Linked DNA regions of Mus musculus: region 1 is linked to region 2. A link is a contact called in public Hi-C data. All regions are on one chromosome and are shown on one strand. Each heading gives the region's core, a stretch centred on a gene start, on an enhancer-like site or on the middle of the called end of the contact. The rest is flanking DNA. Distances are from core to core; before and after follow the strand shown. Region 1 holds the start of D830032E09Rik (RIKEN cDNA D830032E09 gene). Region 2 has its middle 42 kb from the start of Gm15389.

Region 1 (5,055 bases), core at 2,502-5,001, 270 kb before region 2:
ATCCAGCAATACCTCTCCTGGGCATATATCCAGAAGAAGCCCCAACTGGTAAGAAGGACACATGCTCCACTATGTTCATAGCAGCCTTATTTATAATAGCCAGAAACTGGAAAGAACCCAGATGCCCCTCAACAGAGGAATGGATACAGAAAATGTGGTACATCTACACAATGGAGTACTACTCAGCTATTAAAAAGAATGAATTTATGAAATTCCTAGCCAAATGGATGGACCTGGAGAGCATCATCCTGAGTGAGGTAACACAATCACAAAGGAACTCACACAATATGTACTCACTGATAAGTGGATACTAGCCCAAAACCTAGGATACCCACGATATAAGATACAATTTCCTAAACACATGAAACTCAAGAAAAATGAAGACTGAAGTGTGGACACTATGCCCCTCCTTAGAAGTGGGAACAAAACACCCATGGAAGGAGTTACAGAAACAAAGTTTGGAGCTGAGATGAAAGGATGGGCCATGTAGAGACTGCCATATCCAGGGATCCACCCCATAATCAGCATCCAAACGCTGACACCATTGCATATACTAGCAAGATTTTATCGAAAGGACCCAGATGTAGCTGTCTCTTGTGAGACTATGCCGGGGCCTAGCAAACACAGAAGTGGATGCTCACAGTCAGCTAATGGATGGATCACAGGGCTCCCAATGGAGGAGCTAGAGAAAGTATCCAAGGAGCTAAAGGGATCTTCAACCCTATAGGTGGAACAACATTATGAACTAACCAGTACCCCTGAGCTCTTGACTCTAGCTGCATATGTATCAAAAGATGGCCTAGTCGGCCATCACTGGAAAGAGAGGCCCATTGGACACGCAGACTTTGTGTGCCCCGGTACAGGGGAACGCCAGGGCCAAAGGGGGGGAGTGGGTGGGTAGGGGAGTGGGGGTGGGTGGGTAAGGGGGACTTTTGATATAGCATTGGAAATGTAAATGAGCTAAATACCTAATAAAAAATGGAAAAAAAATAAAAAAATAAATAAATAAATAAAACCCTAAAAAAAAAAAAAAAAAAAAAAAAAAAAAGCAGAATCTCACTCATGAAGGTAAGAATCGTATGTGTGTGTTAGGATGTCGGCAAATGCTATTCATTACCTCTCTGTATTCCACATCTGTTATGTGGGAAGAAACTAGGACAGAGAAAAAAGCATAAAGATCAGCAAATGAAAGAAACAAATGGCAGAGAAAGACAGCGAAATGTCCCCTCCATAACCAAAGCTTACATGTAACAGAGTACAAGCAGGAAAAGTGTGCATTGTAAAAATATAAAAATGCCCCAATCTGCCCAGCACTGGTACTCTTGAGCTTCTGACCTATCCTCAGCTCGAGGCCATTTTCCTTCTCAGAGGTGATTTTTCTCCCTAATAAACTGGCTGTTCCTTCTACTCTCCATGTATCTGATCCAATCCTTTGTGGTGGGGCACAGGGATCCAGGATCTTTAGTGGGTACACTACATTCTCTGATGCATACCTATAACTTTATACAGAGGCACACACACTGCTGCACATAAGCACGCATACATAGATATACATACATGTATATCTATCTTTTTCTAATCTCATGTAAATACAGGTGGCTATTATATTCCATCATAAGTTGTGCTTGAAGAAATTTGTTAATGCAATTATAAAGAAATATAGAGATGCATCTAATCTATCTTTTAAGTTTCATTTTGTATTTAATTATAAGTCATCACTTACTTTTGTAATTCATAAATTTCAAGTTTCCCCACGGGAATTTACTACTCTTTCACTGAAGAGTAATTATAAAATGGTACTTAAAACTCTATTAATAATACAGTAAGTATCTTAACTAAATGACATCTTAAAGTGAAAAATATATTTGCCCTTCATATTTCTAAGAAAATACATTTTAAAATGTAAAAATAAAATTAGAGTACAGGCAAAGAAGAATTTACTCTAAAACAGTAACTGAGTATTGCTTAAGGCTTCAGCATTTCGGGTTCATAATAGATATGAGAGAACTCATGTATAAATCTCAAATGATTCATTAATGTAATATATTTGCATATTACATTTTTAAAATTATTGAATATTCCACTGAATTTTATCTTCAACAACCTCATTACATACATAGAAAAAGCATTGCAATCTCTAATTTTATCAGTGAGGGAAGAAACAGAGGGCAGGAAGGTTAAATGACTTCTTAAAGGTCAGTGAGTGAGTCTGCGGGAAAGAGTGTGTATAATAATTAATGTCCCGTAAGTCCTGCCTTCTGAATGTGAATGTTATCCTCTCGTTAATGAAGAAACCTGAGCTCCCAAGCTGGAATATTGATGCCAGATACATTTAATTCTCTCGTGAGGAAAATTTACATTCCTCTAACATTTTTACTCACACATCACACTTGATTTATATTTGTGAAGAAATCTTTACTTCCACTTCACCATCAGAGAAACTGTGGTACAGGGAACTGGGTGTAGTGCTGATATCAAGAAAGTAGAACACGCACGTTTATAGGGTTTTGTATGTTTTTAAGAAGGAAGGAAGGAAGGAAGGAGAGACAGAGACAGAGACAGTGAGAGACAGAGAGAGACAGAGAGAGACAGAGAGAGACAGAGAGAGACAGAGAGAGAGGGAGAGAGCAGAAATGGCTGTCATATAGGTGGAAATAAGTGATTATTAGAATTTAGCTTTCATTAGTGGTTAATGTGTCCTTTGTGTCCTTGGCAGTCTATCATTGTCAGTGTCCCTTCTATTCCTTAAACTTCCTATCTTATGACTTCACATTGGTTTCTGAAGTTCCGAGCTGAATGGTGATATCTGAAGGCAGAATTGGTAAATGAAACTGGCAGTCGAATCAAAGATCAGAGCTCTCTGCTTTTAGTCACCAAGAAAAATAAACGTTTCCCAGAAACATCACTAAGATATACTCTTAGATCTGTTTGATCATAAAATCATCCAAAATCCCCCTAGTAAGATGAGGGAGACACGAACAATGAATGACTTAGTAATTTTGTGCTGCTATGAATTTGGGGAAAAAACATAATAGTCAGAAATTAATTTTTATTATGGTTCCTGAAACTGGCTAGTTCATGGTGAAAGCAGAGTCCCTGCTTCTAAAGTAATATCTTGAAAACTATGTGCTTCAAAATGGAGAAATGCTATCCCTCACATATCAGAAATAAATCGCAAAGATGTAACAGACTCTCTTGTTAAGTAAGTCCTTGCATGAATACTTACTTAAAGTATTTGTGTTGAAGAGTTCTTAAGAGGCAAGCTACCTTGCCATTAGACCCGTTCCCACCTGACTGAGATTTTTCTTTTTCAAAATTCTTTCACTTAGTAGGCTGAGGTGGTAATGCCACTTAAAGAAGGAAGAGTGTACATTAGCTCACAGTTAAAAGTATAGTCTACCATGGCATGCATGCCAGGGTATCGGGTCACAGTGCCACTGTGGTCAGATGAGAACAACACATGCCATCCATGCTCACCTATACACCTGACAGAAATATAATATCCACAGTATCCAAAGAACTCAACACTTGGGCCCTTCACTCTGAAAGAAAACAATGGCTAAGAAATATCTCTAAAAAGATTCTCTCAAAAAACGTTTGTTCACCAGCCCTGATAATTATGTGAATCAAATCAAAACAACTCTGAGGTTTTCTTACCTCAATCAAAGTGGCAAAGACCAGTAACAGCAGCACACGCCTGCTGCGGGGAAAGTGGAGCCCTCATTAAATGTTAATGGGACTATAAACCACTGAAGCCACTCTGCAAACAAGTGTGCAGAGTTCTCAAAAAGCTAAAAATAAATCGACCAGATGACCTGGCCTGTGTCATTTCGTGGCATGTTTCCAAAGGACTGGACATTTTGTTCCACATACACTTCATTGGTGCTGTCTTCACAATATCTAGAAAATGAAAACAACCTATAAATCCTACAACCAGCAAATTAATAATGAAACTGTAATACATATACACTATGAAATACTATTCTGCTGTAATGAAAGATGAAATCACGGACTTTGTGGGTAGATGGATGGCACTAGAAAAGATTATATTGAGTGAGGTAACCCCAACTCAGAAATAGAAATGTCTCATGTTCTCTCTCATTTGAGGTGACTAGTTCCAAATCTGAGATGAAAATAGATATTCTGTAGTAACTACAGAAACCAGAAAAGTAAAATGGGACCATTTCCTGAATAGGAGTTTTGGAGAGATCTGTGGCATTTTAGAATCTACCTGTGGACATAAAGCTTATATACTAAGAGAACTGTAAGAGTTTTTAAAAACTCATTTTATTAATAAATGCTGACATTTATGAAGAAGATACGCATATGTGGAAATGGAATCCATTCTGAGAGAATACAACTGAGGAGATCAGACTGCTTATTAATCTAATTTAGCCACATACGAACAGTTACACGGTTTCTGGATTTAAGATTCTGCTTGATTTATTTGCTGTGATGGTTATCTTGCCTGATTGACTAAAACTTTCACTTATCATTGAGGTATATTTACAAAGGGTGAGATGTCAGATGATGCTTGGTGCACTTCAGATACAGGAAGGATGCTTAAGGGTTTTGGAGATAGGAACATTGGGGTTGATATAAAATGTTTAATCACTCCTACATAAAAACATGCACAAAACAGAATATTAGGGTTCATGCGTGCTCACTCACAATGTGCAGGCACACAGACACACACACACACACACACACACACACACACACACAGAGAGAGAGAGAGAGAGAGAGAGAGAGAGACAGACAGACAGACAGACAGACAGGAGACACAGAATGAGTAAGAGAGAGAGACAGAGAGATAGTGAGAGACAGAGAGAGAGACAGACAAGAAATAGGAAGAGAGAGAGAGAGAGAGAGAGAGAGAGAGAGAGAGAGAGAGAGAGAGAGAGAGACCCTATTTCTAGGCATTCTAGAATACCCTCCATTTTCAGTTCATTAAGAAATATTTTAGTTAAAGAACAAGGCATTTCAGTAAACTGCTTATAATCCATGTTTTAGGTGGACACTTAACAGAAAGCAGTTACATCATCAGTGAAGCTG
Region 2 (4,866 bases), core at 170-2,669:
TAATGGTAAAATGGCATTTACTCCTCAGGGACACACTCAAACTTTGTCACACACTCCAACATAGGTTTGGGCTTCCAGTTTCAGAAAGTTCCAGAATATTAATATGTTTGTTATAAACAAACAACCATCACTTGAGCATGCCAAGCTGTCATACCCAGACTGAAATACATTTGATTGTGAGCCAATGATTATGACCAGAGCTAAGTTTCCCTAAGATGAGAGCAGTCTTACCAGACTAAAGGAGTCAGCTTTCACTCTGTCACTGACAACTGACAGCAGTACTTGCTAGAAGTACAGCCCTATGTGTGTTGGTGGAGAAAGGCTCAGCAGCTTCCAACAAATAGCCTTGCATACTCAAAACTCATCTTTTGAACTGAATATACATTACAAGGCAACACATGCAGTGTATGTGTGTGTGTGTGTGTGTGTGTATAGTGTGTGTATGTGTGTGTGTGTGTGTGTGTATGTAATATGTGTGTAGAGTGTATATAATGTATGTCTTAGACATGCCTGTATTAGGTATGTTTGTAGTGGGTGTGCATGGGAGGAGGCCTACACTTATGTCTGGAAGCCATAATAGAATTTCAGGAGTCCTGCTCTGTCATTCTCTGCCTTATTCCCTTGAGATAGGGTCTTTGGAATGACTCTGGAGCTAGGCAATACAGCAAGTCCCAGAACTTCTCCTGTCTCCACACAGGTTTTAAACACGATTTCTAAGGATTCAATTCAGCTCCTAATGCTTGTGAGACAAGCACTTGTTCCCATCTCCTCAGCCCAATACACAGTCCATGATTACTCTGTCCCAGATTCCACACCAGCAACCCTAACCCTTGCATCTACTGCTACTTTATTTTTCACCACCAATAGTGGTTTTCTATTTCAGGACAGCGTTGACATCTAGCATGTGCATAAAGGAGTACTCAACACACTTTCTGTTCTGTGGTATTTGTGGAAATAACACATCTTCCTATCTCTCTAAGGTATTAATAGTGCTCGGGAATTATCTCTATCTGCCACTGCAGACTTGCTCTTTACTGTAAAGTAGACTTTCAGGATTCCACAGACTGCACAGGCCCTCTTAGCTGTTGATGAAAGACTGGTCCCACCATGAACTGCTCTGAGGCGAATAAGCAATGTGGACAAATACTCTTGGTCAGAAGAATGGTTAACTTCCTGGACCCTAGGATAGCAGTAGGAGACCTGCCTCCACAGGGGTGGGGACCTTTGAGCTCCCAAGAGTAAACCCCTCTGATGATAAGATGATATGAAGTATTACCCAGAATTCCTGGTTCCTCATTTAGGGAGAAAATTGAGAATGAGACAAAAGAGCAGGCAACAACCACTGGCAGGAGCTATCAGATCAGCAGAGATCAAGGAGCTGCATTGTGGGGAAAGAGGAGTGTTAACAGAAGATACTGCAGGGCTGGGCACAAACATTGAAATCGAGGAAAGAAAGCATTTTGGTATAAAAGCAGCGAAGGGAGGCTTCCAGTGGTCTCAAATCTGAAATGGGGCCCCCAGGGCTTCTGATGACTGGGTTGGCAGGTAAGGAGATCTTGTGCCACCTTCAAGGACTACACAGAGCTCCAGTGCACGAGGAAGAAAGCCCTTGCTGGTATGTAGACAGGAAAACATTAATTGCTTTATTTGTTTGTTTTGTGTGCAGTTTGGAACTTTTTAGGTTGTTTTTAGGGAAACTGTCAATTTTAAGAGGAGCTGTGAGGGAAGCGGAATCTGCTTGCCAGATGGAAGAACTGGGTGGACTCTTGGACTGCCAGCCGGCTGTGGGCGTAGGAAGGGAGGGAGGCAGAGGGAAAGAAGGTGAGTGTGGGACAGCTCAGATGGAGGAACACGTGAGCCAGCATACACACACACACACACACACACACACACACACACACACACACGAACACAGAGAGACAGAGAGTCAGAGACAGACAAAAAGAGACAGAGACAGACAGAAAGAGACAGACACACACAAACACACACAGAGAGACAGAAACAGACAAACAGACACACACACACACACACACACACACACACACACAGAGAGAGAGAGAGAGAGAGAGAGAGAGAGAGAGAGAGAGAGAGAGAGAAAGAGAGAGAGAGAGACCTGCATTTTACTTCAGTCAAAAGCTGGAGCAACTGAGATGCCCAGATGTTTGATCTTGTAATTTATGGTAGTCAGTCAGGTTTGAGACTGCAGATTTAAGGGGATCACAAAGTTCTCCTTGCATAAGAAATAGGAGTGAAACCAATAAGCAGCAGGAACGATTTCTGCTTAATAATTATGTGTTTTACATTTTGAGCTTTGATGTTTAGAGTCCTCTTGCCCCACCTACACCCCCGCATTGGGGAGTGAAACCAGTTTTTCCCATGTGGAAGACAGACTATGTATGACTAAGACTCATCTCCAAATATATTTTTACTTATTATTCCTGGACAAGGTCCCAATAGTTTGGCAGGTTGACCTTGAGCTTCTGTCCTACTATAATGGCTGGCATTGAAGGCCCTTTATGTTGTTGTTGCAAAGATACTCTGATGCCTTATCAGAACACTAGGACTCACGTGTTTCTCTGGAGGCATAATATCTTTCATGAGAATCAAGGCTTTTCTGCCTCTGCTTTCTACAATGCAAAGTTGATGCAAGCAGAGAACATATATGCAGTTTTACAAAGATCAGGTTACAATTTACCTGGATACTGATACTAAAATGAATAAATACAAGCAGAAGTCAGCTATAATGGGCTATTGCACAGCAGAACTGCCATAGATAGTTAATGTATACTTCAAAGGAACTAACAGAAAGGATTTTTCTAAATGGTTTTGGCACAAAGAAGTGATAAATGCTCAAAAAGACAGGTACATTTCACCTGTGTTGATGATATTCAGAATTTGTATGATTTATGTGGCAAAAAGCAAAAGAAATAGACAAAAATTACAGAAGAAAAAAGTCTAAAGTACAAAACATCAAAGCCTTTCTTTCAAGATCAACAGTGCCAACTGACTTTTGAAAGACTTGAAATCCTGTGAGATAGGACTGGCTTTTCTCTGAGTAGAGTACTGAAGATTTTCACATGTGTGTTCATGATGGTAAGGCACGATTACCAGAAAAGCTTATTGGGTCTCAGGATTCAGCAGACATGCTTGGACATCTTCGTCAGTGCAGTACCCGTATAACAGCCTGTGCTGAACTCTTAGTGAAGGGCATTTCTACAAGGGAAAAAAACTTTTCATCCGCAAAATGTCTCATACGTATAGAATATGCAAAACAAATACAATGGATATTTTAGCTGTTCCCCAAACTAAAAGCAAAATATACTCGAATAATCTAAATCTTGTAATAAACAATTAGGTAAGATACAATAACAGCTCCCAAGCAAAGAAAATGAACTCATTTTAAAATTGGTTCTTAGCAGGTATAATGAAGAAGATAAATTTGAACAATTAGAAACTAATGAAGATTTTGTAAAAATTGCTATTTACAATGAATAAGTTAGAAGATGTTTGGGAAATGTGATCATATGTTACAAATAGGTCTAAATGACAAATGCCATAGGCAATTAAGGAAATTAGTCAAGAAACTCAATTATCTTGGCATTATTTTTTAAAACTGTTATACCAGACTGTGTATCTGTAACATGGTACACATATTCAGAAGAGGATTAGAAAGAATGAGCTCAGATATCACCAGCTGGTAATATTTCCACTAATCATACTAATCATTAAAATTATAAGGTTAGACATTCAGTGCATGACCAAAAGTGACAATAGAACCACAATAATTATAAATGGGTTTTTAAAAATATTATTGCCTCAACATCAGATGTAAAAATTTATGACAATGGTTTTTCACTGTGACTGTGTGTGTGTGTGTGTGTGTGTTTGTGTGTGTGTGAATTGTGTGTGTATATATTAGAGACGTGGATGCTCAAACATGTTTTATGGCGATCACTTTTAACCCACTTCTTTAGAAGCTAAGCTGTATAAATTGAATTTATTTTGGCAAGGGAAGACTGGTAATTATCCTTATATAAAATGAGTTTCTGATGAAGGATCACAGTAATGGGCCAGAAGGGTAATTTCCATTTGTCCATGCCCTCTTATTGATATCAAGACCAAGCTTACAACCCTTGATTATGTCTCTCAACAGTGAGAGTAATTTTAGGATTTAAGCTTTCATTGCACTGGGAATTGCTAGTATTAGGACTGGTACAAAAAGGGCCTATCTAAAACCTTGAAGCCAAATGAAAACATAGTTTTAAATGGGAAAATTAGAGACAAGTGTTTGAAAGGAAACAAAATCGTTAATGAAGATAAATGAGTGGATAAAAGGCGGTGATCAGTAGAAGGATTTTCCAAGCCAGTAGCAATCCTAATAAATTATTCACTAGAGAGATGCCCAGGGCCCATGGAGAGGTGCCCTGTCTTTTCTCTGGTGCTAGACTGGTCTGCATACACACAGGACTGGCCATAGGAAATTCAGATTGGGGTAAAACTACCCTCACAGTGTTTGAGATAGATGGTGCCTTATGTCACATTCTTGGAAAGAAAAACTAAATGTGGGGCATAAAGAGATTATGACAGTTCAACTCTGTGAAACATTAAGTAGCATTTTTCAGAGTGTACTTTCATATTCAAGATAGCTGTTAGCTTTCATCTCATTTTCAAGAGCTCAATGAAAAAACTGTTTTCTCTACCAAAACAAGCAAATCCAAAAGGTATGGATGCCAACTTGTGCCTCTATGTTAGACATTTTGTATCACTGCATGTACAAATTTCAGTTGTAAAATAGAAGTGATTGTAAATATTATATTTTTTGAGCCATGCCAGATTAAAAAATTCTGGGATGTTATATGCACTACT

Evidence for each region. A called contact is a pair of places that touch in the nucleus more often than the background predicts.
Region 1: a contact with region 2 is called in a Hi-C map of liver, with 3 times the contacts expected there. The contact joins the promoter of D830032E09Rik here to the enhancer-like site in region 2. A contact is called at or near these places in 3 of 484 Hi-C or Micro-C datasets (the Patski cell line, liver and uterus).

The regions. Positions count from the first base shown.
Region 1 is chr1:107,915,955-107,921,009 of GRCm38.p6, reverse strand. It overlaps D830032E09Rik (RIKEN cDNA D830032E09 gene), which reads right to left and starts at 3,751. Exons shown (of 5, transcript NR_102307.1): 1 at 3,658-3,751.
Region 2 is chr1:107,642,209-107,647,074 of GRCm38.p6, reverse strand. No RefSeq gene overlaps it. Among named protein-coding and RNA genes, the nearest start is that of Gm15389, 42 kb to the left of the region's middle. Within about 2 kb of position 1,419, at least 11 of the 459 cell types and tissues checked have an H3K27ac peak or open chromatin away from gene starts, as enhancers often do. A contact at or near this core is called in liver, where this site is marked.